Linked DNA regions of Triticum aestivum: region 2 is linked to region 1. The links are chromatin contacts, called in public Hi-C maps. All regions are on one chromosome and are shown on one strand. The core of a region is the stretch at or near the end of the contact, and the rest is flanking DNA. Distances in the headings are between cores, read along the strand shown.

What was found. Hi-C and Micro-C count contacts between places; a contact is called where the count stands out from the background.
Region 2: a contact with region 1 is called in a Hi-C map of leaf, with 2.1 times the contacts expected there. The contact joins the promoter of LOC123111129 here to the promoter of LOC123111126 in region 1. A contact is called at or near these places in 2 of 5 Hi-C or Micro-C datasets (both in leaf).

Annotation. Positions count from the first base shown.
Region 1 is chr5B:230,822,642-230,827,931 of IWGSC CS RefSeq v2.1, reverse strand. It overlaps LOC123111126 (transcription factor E2FA), which reads right to left and starts at 2,979. Exons shown (of 14, transcript XM_044531816.1): 1 at 2,674-2,979; 2 at 1,326-1,515; 3 at 1,192-1,248; 4 at 1,007-1,092; 5 at 844-932; 6 at 715-769; 7 at 535-587; 8 at 418-468; 9 at 253-301; 10 at 97-162; 11 at 1-10. The coding sequence starts at 2,835.
Region 2 is chr5B:231,013,220-231,018,509 of IWGSC CS RefSeq v2.1, reverse strand. It overlaps LOC123111129, which reads right to left and starts at 3,270. Exons shown (of 1, transcript XM_044531820.1): 1 at 2,458-3,270. The coding sequence starts at 3,141. The coding sequence ends at 2,665. LOC123111127 (putative HVA22-like protein g) reads left to right here. Exons shown (of 6, transcript XM_044531819.1): 6 at 1,989-2,356. The coding sequence ends at 2,153.

The DNA of each region.
Region 1 (5,290 bases), core at 1,730-4,229:
AATCATTCACCTGCATGGGAACCGAAGATGCCGTCATTAACAAAATGTAGTATTCATCTAAGTCCTAAAGGTGACAAACATATTGTTAATACTCACCTCATCAGGATCTGGGACTTCAAGCGTTGTACCATGAGGTGCTTTTATTGCGATTAGTGTCTGATTCTGCAAATTAAAGCACAGTACTTTTAATTTACTTGATTTATAGAGATGATACCGGTCATTTAACAAGTATTGCTAGAGATCAAAAAGTACCTGAAAGCATGGCAAAGACTTGATATCATCTTCTGTGACATACAGCCATCTGTGGGAAACGAGGTGAAAGAATAGATTATAGACTTGCATTGAAGTCCTAAATGTCTTAAGTAACTATACGACGAACATAAATACTCTTTTAGGGAGGAAAGGGGGGCCACTTACTTTTGGTTATTTTCGTCTTCAGTGAGCTCTCTTAACTTGTCTCGCATTTCACTGGAAGAAACAATCAAGTTAGTGAAAGAATAATAACATCAGGAACTTAAGTAACTCGTCGCCAACCTTATTTGTCCGTCTAAGCTATGCTCTTGCAGTGTGAGGGCTTCAATATCTCCCTGCAGATGACAGATATAAAGAATCATAATTTTTGAGAGCTGAGGAACTAAAGAATCTCCTTGTCCACAAATCATGTTGCATGTGAAGCAACATTTGTCATAACTAAAACGGCACAAAGCATGATACCTGTAAAATGGACATATCATCGCTAACTTCACCTGGTCGAGAGTCATCGATTCCTCTGCAAAAGAGCATACATAATGTAAGTGATGACCACAAAATACAAGTAATAGATATGGACACAGGATAACTTACTTCCAACGAATGTTGTTCTTAAGCTTCTTTTCTATCAGCCCTATCCCTTCGAGGACATTAGTAATGTCATATATACGTCTTTTTTGTACCTGCACAAAGGCAGCACATTTACATGACTAACACTAGAAAGGATCTCTTGAAACAAGAGAAGCAAACTACCAACCTCTAGCGTTTCTGCAGCATTATTCAAATCAACCATGCCACCAGGTGCACCCTTTAGCAAGTTCAGGAACTTTTTTGTCAATAACCCTAAATGGACAACATCAATAAATGATGATCAGCTAACAAGCTACTGATAAAATACCAGTCCAGAAAAACAATAGTCCAAAATTGAGTGTCCCATCTAACCTAGGGAGCTATCATAACGGCAGCCACCAACAGGAGTAGCTGGATTGCCCGGAGAACCTGGAAAATAGTATTAACATGAGCGACTTGGTCAAAGATGAATATGATTCATGGCTGACTGAATCCACATCACTCACCGGAAAACAAAGGGGTCTGAGGACAAGATTTCTGGCCTTTTGCAGCTTTAGGCTTGGCGGACATTTTAGAACCTTTTCCCGAAGGTGGTGTAGGAATTGGACTGTTTGCTGCGTTAGCATATCCAGGGCTCATCATCCAATCATTTGATTCAGCTACCTCATTGTCTTCTCTGTTGTGTTTCCGCTTTAACTACAAAATGAAACATTGTTATTAGATTTATGAGAAAAGCACGCATTGCATCAAAAGCGTTAATGAAAACTGAATGTTGGTTAACATGTGTTCTCCAAGCTTTCTGCAGCTACTACAAGAATGCGGCGTCGATAAAACATGTAAGATTCAAGAGAATCGGCCAAGGGGGAAGAGAGCCATAAGAGAATAGGGTTCTGGAACGAAATATTTATAAAGTGTAACTGTTAGTAATGGATCCTAGGGAAGTTAGTGGAATATGATTTGATAGTTTTATAGCCTGGATTAGCACTTGTTAATCAATAAATTAAAAAGGACTCCGAATAAATAGACAAGTCATAACAACCGTCATGAAACAGTAACAGGTTTTTTCTGTAAGAAGAAACTGTTTTTGTTAAGTTTATATTATCCCTGTAGCTCTTTCAGTAAATTATAAAATGTTCTGCCTGTTTTCACACAGTGTGGCGAATTTAGCTAAAAGATGAAACTCGTAACATTGTCCACACCTCAATTATGAGAGTTGTGGAGAATGTCTTCGCTTTGGGGTTTTCAAGCCAGCAGCACATGTCACACAATCTAATGCTCCCTCCGTCCCACAATATAAGAGCGTTTTTTACACTAAACGCTCTTATATTATGGGACAGAGGGAGTAGCTTGAGCCACTATAGGTTGTGAGGAGCAGAATGAAGTAAGTCGTCAATTGAGAGCAGCTGGGAACATTATATGCTTTGTAGGAGAATGGCGCATATGAAAGTGTGACTAGGTAGAAATCAAGTTAAGAAACATGAGCCTTCCCATCAAATCATACCGATTTCCAAATATTTAGTTCGTTCAGATTCCATCTTAGACACTCTTCTAGAAATAGCGGAATGAATCGTAAATAAAGGCTGTATTGGACTGCGCCACAACCCACCGGGTAGCAAAAATTCAGCAATTTTTCCTCTATCACATCCAAAAACAACCATTCCCCTCGACCCCAGCTTGGGCGTTCTCAAATCTACAGTGACACGCTCCAGCATTGCTACGCTCGATCTACTGCGGCGGCTCAGATGAGCTCCCCTCGTGGCGAGCGGGACGGGTTGCGTCCTAAGAAGCGTCCAACTGAAAACCGAAACAGTGAATCTATCGAGAAAGCTCCTTGACAAGCCCACCCCAACTCACTGGCGTCCTGAGGACGACGGCCTCCGTCATGTCGGCGCTGCCGCCGCCGTCGGCCGGGCCGAAATGGTGGTACTCGCCAGGCGGCGACCCGAACGGCTGGTAACGCTGCAGCAGCACGCGCGCCGCGCCCTCGCTGCTGGTTCCGCCGGCGGCGGCCGCCATGGTGATCCGAGGCGCGGAGCCGGCGGATGGATCGGGGCGGGGCGCTTAGGGTTTGGATCTGAGGATTTTTGGCGGCAGAGGGGGAGAAAACGAGGGAAAGGAGGGGGTGGAGGGGGAGGAAAGGAGGGAAAATTGTGGTTTCGGTAGTGGAGGATGAAAGTTATGGCCTCGGACAGATGATGGGGTACAGTTTTAGAGGACCGGGACGGGAAATGTAAGCGGTCATTCTTTTTTACTACAGTACTATCTTCTTATTACTACGAGTGTTCAATTTATGATCACTCGAATGAAATAAGCCTTTGGCTTCTTCACTGAGAGAAGCGTGAGCATCGAACAAGAGTGACTAGCGGTGTGCAGTACTGGTACAACAGGGAAACGAAAACATTCTTGACACGTCATGTGGCCTGGTGATTCTAATGTATCATGGGAGATAAAAGTGAGACGTGGCAGCAGGGAAAACGTCTCTGTCGAAACAAATTAAAGCAAGGAAAACGCCCAACTGTGTGGGGCCCGGGTTTCGTGGAGAGATGCGCGCGCTTTTATTTTCCCGCCGCCGCGCTTGTGGCCTCCCCCTGACACGTGGGTCAACCGCCAGCTTGAGCGCGCGCTGGCTCTCGGTTTTTGGCGCGGAGACTCCTGATTGGTTAAGCCCGCGCGCCCAAGGCTTAAATGAATGCGCTCGACATCCATCTGCAGAGTTTTTTTAGGCAGCTAATCCTGACGAGGACATCAATATCACTGTTACACCCACAGCCCCTATTATCACATATACTGGACCAATTACTAGAACTCGCGCACACCAATTAAATTATCAGGAACTTTCGTTTCTTGGTAATGATTCTAATGTTCATGAGAATATGATGCTGCCTAAATTGGATACATTTGTTTTGCTTACAAATGAAGGGCCTAGCTTGGAGAAGGATGAACATTGGAGCAAGTACAAGCATGGAGATGGTGGCATGCGCAAGGGGAACAAGAACGGAGTTACAAGTGATGATTTCAGGACGTTGAATCCACCATAATTAGTGCATGAAGCCTTGGACGAAATATACAAGATGCTACTTCATAACTTTCGTCCAGAGGCTATTCTAGGATGTTGCGTCACCTTTTTATTGGGCCACACCCATGTAATTTCGAAATACATAAGTATAGGCTATTTTTAGAGTCCGTATGTATGGGGAAACAAGAGGTAGGGTTGGTTTCGTTTAGACTTTGGGTTTTGTTTAGATTAAAAGTTCGCCATAGCTGCAACTTCGCGTACTTCGTTTGTGTTCAACGGCCAGACCAATATGTCATAGAACCCCATCTTGATCAATAAATCTTTCATTTTACATTTGCAATATCCAGATTGCAATCTCGGTTTCTTGCTTGTTCTTCGTTTGCTCGCAGGAAATAGACCCTCATGGTCAGGTTGATCGTGCTCCGACGTGGTCAATAACCTCTAGGGGTTGGTTTAGCGATTGCTAAGGCGCGACGTCCTCGCACGTACGTAGTCGGATCGTCAAAGTCTACTCCTCCGAAACGATAATCGTCATCTCATCGAAAGACGGGACACCTTTGCCTCTATCAAACCCGTAAATTTGCGCCCATGTATGTTCGCGGATCACGGACACTGTGATGCCGGAGACCATCGTCCAATGTTGTCCGCATATTTTTTTTAACAGGATTGCCCACATACATTTTAAATAGTATTTGAACTAAACAGACAAAAATTGCGTAAAGCAATCGATATTAATTAAAGTTCGGATAGAAAATAGCACGGATCATCCATATACATAGCATGCGAATAAGTCTAGTAGAACAATGTCTCAAATTCACGAGATTAACCGGATGTCCAACAAGTTTTTCAACAACGGATCATGTTGTCCCACACAATACCGCCCCTTTAGCTTCATCCAATAGTGTGTACGTAAATGATTGTCCATGTGTCATGTGATACATCACGCAGCGCGTGCGAGCTACATAATGTGTAGACCGGATGACGAAGGTCCGGCCGCGCAGATCAGGGGGAACCAGGGAGGCAGCCTCCGGTCGGCCGGCGCAAGAGGAGGATGAGACATGGATGGAGGCAGCGGAGCTCGGACCATCGTTGTTCGTCCTACTGCCTCCTTGCGCAACAAAGAGGGTTGGGCGGACGCGGTGCTCGGCGCTAGCACGACGACATGAGAGAGGTTCGGGAGGACAAGAGAACGGAGGGTCACGGCGGAGAGGAAGGAGGTGGTGGGTCTCGTTGCTGACGAGGGAGGTAGGATGGAGATTGAGATTGGGGAGAGGAGAGGAGCGCGCCAGTACGACTTGGATGCGATGCGGTGTGGGTAGGGCGGACACCCCCTCTCCAGACGCGAGACACGATGCATGCGACAGGCACGCACGGGCCAGTCCACGCTGCGCACGACCAGGAAATCCCAGATGGGACGCCACAAGACCGCGCAGCGGAGCCGCTGCAACCGACGGG
Region 2 (5,290 bases), core at 2,021-4,520, 190 kb before region 1:
TGACCATGCACTTGCTGTCATAAAGATTGGTCTGTTGCCGGTTTAAGTTCATCTCCTGCACATTGTACTATCGGGAGAACTCATGATCAATTTGCTACAACTTTAAGAAAACTGATTGCTGCTATGCATATAGCGTAGTTTAACATTGTTATTTCTTGTACAGAGAAATCGTAAGATTGTCACACTACAAGAAATATGTAGCTTCTTAAATATCAAGTGTCACCATCAGTTCTTACCAAAAAAGGCCCCACTCGACTACATATAGTTTTTTCAGGAATATGTAGCTCTAAGTAAGTATCCTGGGATACACTAGCAAGCAAAGTACCACGGTTAAATAAGTATTTATTTACTACCAAAAACTATTTTGCCATCGGTAATTATTTTCATTTATCCTATTCTTGAAGTGCAAATTACTCAAAGTGATATCTTCCTCTAAGGAAAACATTTTGAAACTCCAATGTAACTAGCCACTGGATGCTACCAAGTTTGCAGTCTTACTATAATGTACTGCAGCAGATCTCCCATGAGCCATGACACCACCTGCCTATCCATTCTGAAGAAACTCCAACCAGCATAGTCTCAAAACAGAGTGTTTTGAATAAGAGAGCAACAGCCCCAACCCTGCCAAACCACTCTTTCCTTTGTTTCCCTCTCACTACCCCACTTTGACAATTAGACAGGAGCATTATCCAACCCATCCAAGCCAACGACCCGGTCCTCCTCCCCAATCTCTACCAAGGCCATAGGCCTCTTCCGTTGTCAGCACTCAGCGTCGGCCCACCGGATAGCGACGCCGCAACCTGCTGTATTGTAAACAGGGGGAAACCATTGCTCCAGGCAACGTGGATATTGTCTGCACAAGAGCCAAAGACACAACGGAACTGTTTGTTGATTCGTCCCCTTCCACAGACCAAATCTCCTGTCCGATTCCTGTCATGTTACTACTGCACCTTCCCATCTTGTAATTTTGCTCTCTTCATTCTTGCAATTGCTCTGATTTTCATGACTGTTGATATAACTAGAGTGAATTCCATTTTTTACCGTCAGTTTCACGTTTGTGACAGCTTTTGCCCCCATTTAGCAGAAATTCTTAATTTTTACCCAATTTAGCGAAACTTGTGCCACAAATTACCGCCTTTTATTTTATTCAGTTTCTCTGTTGACCATGCATGCCACATCGACGGTTTATTATTTTTCTAGTTCTTTTGGCTGTTTTTTTCTGTTGACCAGAGCAGCAGGGGAGACGCCCGACTCCTGTTAGCCGCGCGTGGCACCCTGTACACCTCAAACTCCCTCGTCTCCATGCCGTGGTCGGCATGTGCCACCGCCATAGGCCGGTACCGGGGCTGCTCATGCTGCCCCCATCTCTCCTGTGAGATGTCTTCTCTCCTTGGAGCTCCCCCCCGGTCCAATTTAGCCCGCACGGGCCTCCTAACTCGCATCTGGCAGGACATGCTGCCATGGCCACTGAGCCTATTCCAACTATTTCGGTATATCCCGAACAGTTACTCGGGTATCCCTATAACCCTTCCCGCACCTCTGCTTCAGGGGAAAATGTCGCTGGCAAGCTCCCCGGTGTGGGGCGGCCAGTCTTCAATTGTGTCATTGGTTTGATCACCCGAAGACCGGAGCAAACCAGAAACAACACAGGGGTGCTAACGGAACCATCTACGTGGCATATACACAGTCAGCAGAGGAATAAAAAATAAAATGAAATGGGGTAATTTGTGGCACAAGTTTTGCTAAATTGAGAATTTCTGCTAAATGGGGTAAAATCTACCACACGTGAAACCAGGGGTAAAAACTGGAATTCACTCATATAATCAAGTATGTATGTTGTAATCTGTTAAATATCCTGAACATCCTGCCTGTCAGCTATAGAAATCACGTGCACGAATCATATGATAAGATACAATGCACTGGAAACAATTTGAGCAAGTGGTATTGACAGCAGTTTCATCTCTTTTCTGATTGTGCGTGTTCAGCAGAGGAACAAGAAGTCTAGCTGGAGTCCCTTTGCGACTAAACGTCGGCCGCCATCGCCACCGCAGGAATCTCTCTTTGACAACCCTGATGCCGCAGTTGTCGCTGAAGTTCTGCGCGCGACCATCAACCCCAAGCCCCGGCGAACTCATAATGATAAGGACTATTAGAGGAGAGGGATGGAATTTTACACCGGTTTAAGGAAATGATTGTGTACATAGAAATAGAATGATTCAAGCAAAGGTCAAATTGAAAGAAGAAATCTAGTACATAGAAAAACAATCCAGCAATTAACCCAGTGTGAAGAGATATGAATGAAGCATGTTGTAGACTTGTGGTGATAGCAATTTATTGTCTCTTTTTTTCCCGATCAGTTTTCTTCAATTATTTTCCTCCACATGCTTGTGTTCTGACCATTTTCCTTTCCATTATTGCATCAATCATGAGTTCATGACGACTAATCAGCTTTGTTAGTAGTATGGCATTAATCATTTCTCTTGTTGCTATCATTCCTCTTTGTGTCTAATCCTACCAAATTATTCACACAAATTACAACCCAAACATAAGCCGGAAAACTCTACAAAAGAATCTAATCGCACAAAAGAAAAGAAGAAAAGAGAAATCGAAGAGAATTCAAGGAGGTGCAACAAGAATCGCATGGAGGTGCGCCCTCCGGAGAAGTCACGGCCGGAAGAGTGCTCCGATGAAGCTGAGGCAGCCGAACAGGAGGCGGCAGAGTGGGCCGCGCCAGCGCCGGTTCCGGCGGGTTGGGTCCTCCCTAGCCGACGGCGTCATCTGCAGGTACGCGTACGCCGCGTGTTTTACCAGCGGGTGGCGTATCATGTGTATGTCCCCACAGCTGCCGGCGCCACCGATGACGCAGGCCGCCGGCGAGCTCCCCGCCCCCACGTACCGCGGTGACGCTAGGATGTCCCGGAGGCTGGTGTACCCGTTCCCGCTGCCATCGTCGTCGTTGCTGGGGATCTCGATGCCCGGCGGTGGGCACGACGGCGCCCGCTTGAGCGGCGTGCGCCAGTGCCGGAGCTCGAAGTTCCCCTTGGTGCCGCCGTTTGCCAGCGGCGAGCGCAACCGGCCGCGGTAGTGGTGCAGAGACGGCGACGCAGAGTCCGGCGTGGCAGCCAGCGCTGCCGATGGCATAACCGCCACGATCGGACCTGCAGCTACGGAGGATGGTGGATTGATAAGAATCGAATCAAACAGCTCGAGAGCAAGACGACGACTTTGAACGGGAGAGAGGAGAGAGAGAGGGAGAGAGAGGGGGGAGCAATTCACTCGAGTATATAAATTGGGAAATAGTTGGTCGGAGGCTGCTCTGGCCCGCATGTCATCGAGCACAAAAAGGTTTTAAGGACGTCAAAATAATTATACAATTTGTTTGGAGGGAGGAGTGAGTAGCGTCTGGGCCCGGAACGGCTCGTCAGATCGGCTTCGGGTGGAGGAGGTGTGGGCCCGCAACAATTATTGGATCCACGTCGGCACGGCCACGAGTGAACGTTGTGCTTCTCCATGGGGCTGTGTTTCTCCGTGGGGATTTTGGGCGTTTTAGACTATATATAGCATCAGAAATTACTCCCTCCGTTTCAAAATAGATGACCCAACTTTGTACTAACTTTAGTATAAAGTTGAGTCATCTATTTTGGAACGGAGGGAGTAGATAGTACAAAATCACATGCCTTCCAGATCCTTCCCTTTAGTTAGGGTTTCGAGTTGTTCTCCCGGGGCGATCTTCGCCGCCGTCGAGATTTTGCTCCCCTATCGCCGATCAACCCCCTCTCTCGCCCGTGTCGAGGGGAGGGGCCGGCGGAAGTTAGGGTTCCCCCAAACGACCCGATCTGTTCTTCGGGTGAGAGATCTAATGGCGGCTTCCGGGGACTTGAGCTCCTCGGGAATCATTGAAGTTGAGCAGATGATGAAAGAGCTGGGACTGAGAGAGGAGGACTTGGACGATGTGATCTTCGATGAGCAAGTTGTGCCGCCGGAGGGGCCGAGATGGATACCCTAGCTAGGGTTAACACCACGAAGAGCTACAACCAGACTTGGTTTTACGGAAACATGAGAGCGGCATGGGACATCGCACAGGAGGCTAGGTTTAAACCTCTGGAGGAAAACCTGTATACGATCCAATTCACTTGCCTTGGTGATTGGGAGAGAGTCATGAACGATGGTCCATGGAACTTCAGGGGAGACACGGTGATTCCTCTGCCATATGATGGAATCTCGAAGCCTTCCACTGTTAAGCTTGAGACAATCAACCTATGGATCCAAATCCATGATGCACCAGAACTGTATGCTCATCTGGTGACTCCGCTAGCAGCAAAGGTGGGAGAAGTTCTATTCTCAGAACCTAACTCACATGATTTTGTGGGCAATTTTCATCGAGTTTGGGTAAGCATCAATGTCTATAAACCCCTCAAGAATGCGGTATCTATGATCAGAGATGGGAAGATGCAGATATACAAAGTTAAGTACGAAAAGCTCCCTGACTGGTGCGCGGTGTGTGGCATGCTAGGTCACCAATTTAGGGAACACGGCAATGGCATCCACCCTCCGTCAGCCCTTGTGTTCAAGGATCTTCGAGCCAGCTGGGCTATGCGTACCGGTCGAGGTCCGAGAGAAGGCCGCAACCAGAGAGGTGGACGTAGAGGATGGCGATCAGGGGGCCGCCCAAGCGGTTGATCAGAGGGGGGCCGAGGCGATATGACAGAACAAGACGCTCGTGGCGCATACCATGTTGATGAGGACCCGAGCAGGGTGGCCAGTGATGCGGATATGGAGGAATGGAGCAGGAAGAGGAACGCGGGAGCCGAGTTGGGGGCCAAAATTACCACACCTCAAAAAATCTCTGAAACTGCAGAGGAAAACATGAACTCACTTGCAATTGTGCCGGCAGTTTTGATGGATGTGAGTCCACCACCGCACAGGGACCTGAAGAGAACCAAGAAGACGGAGGAGGACTCCGAAGGTGCAATCTCAAAAGTGAAGAATTTGGCGGGCTCCTTCGAGGAGCACCGCCGGGCCCAATGAGTGCGCTCTGTTGGAACTGTCAGGGCGCGGGCAAAGCCGCGACAGTTCGAGAGGTTCGCGAGTTCATGAACAAATTTGCCCCTACCCTCTTATGTATTGTGGAAACTCAGTTAGAAGGCTCGAGGGTAGAAGTGCTAGCAGGCACCTTTGGTTATGATAATAGTTTTGCGATTGATAGTCGCGGTAGAAGTGGAGGTATTGGCATTTTTTGGAACAATGAAATAAAATTGGAAATTCTTGGTTACTCGGACTACCATATTGA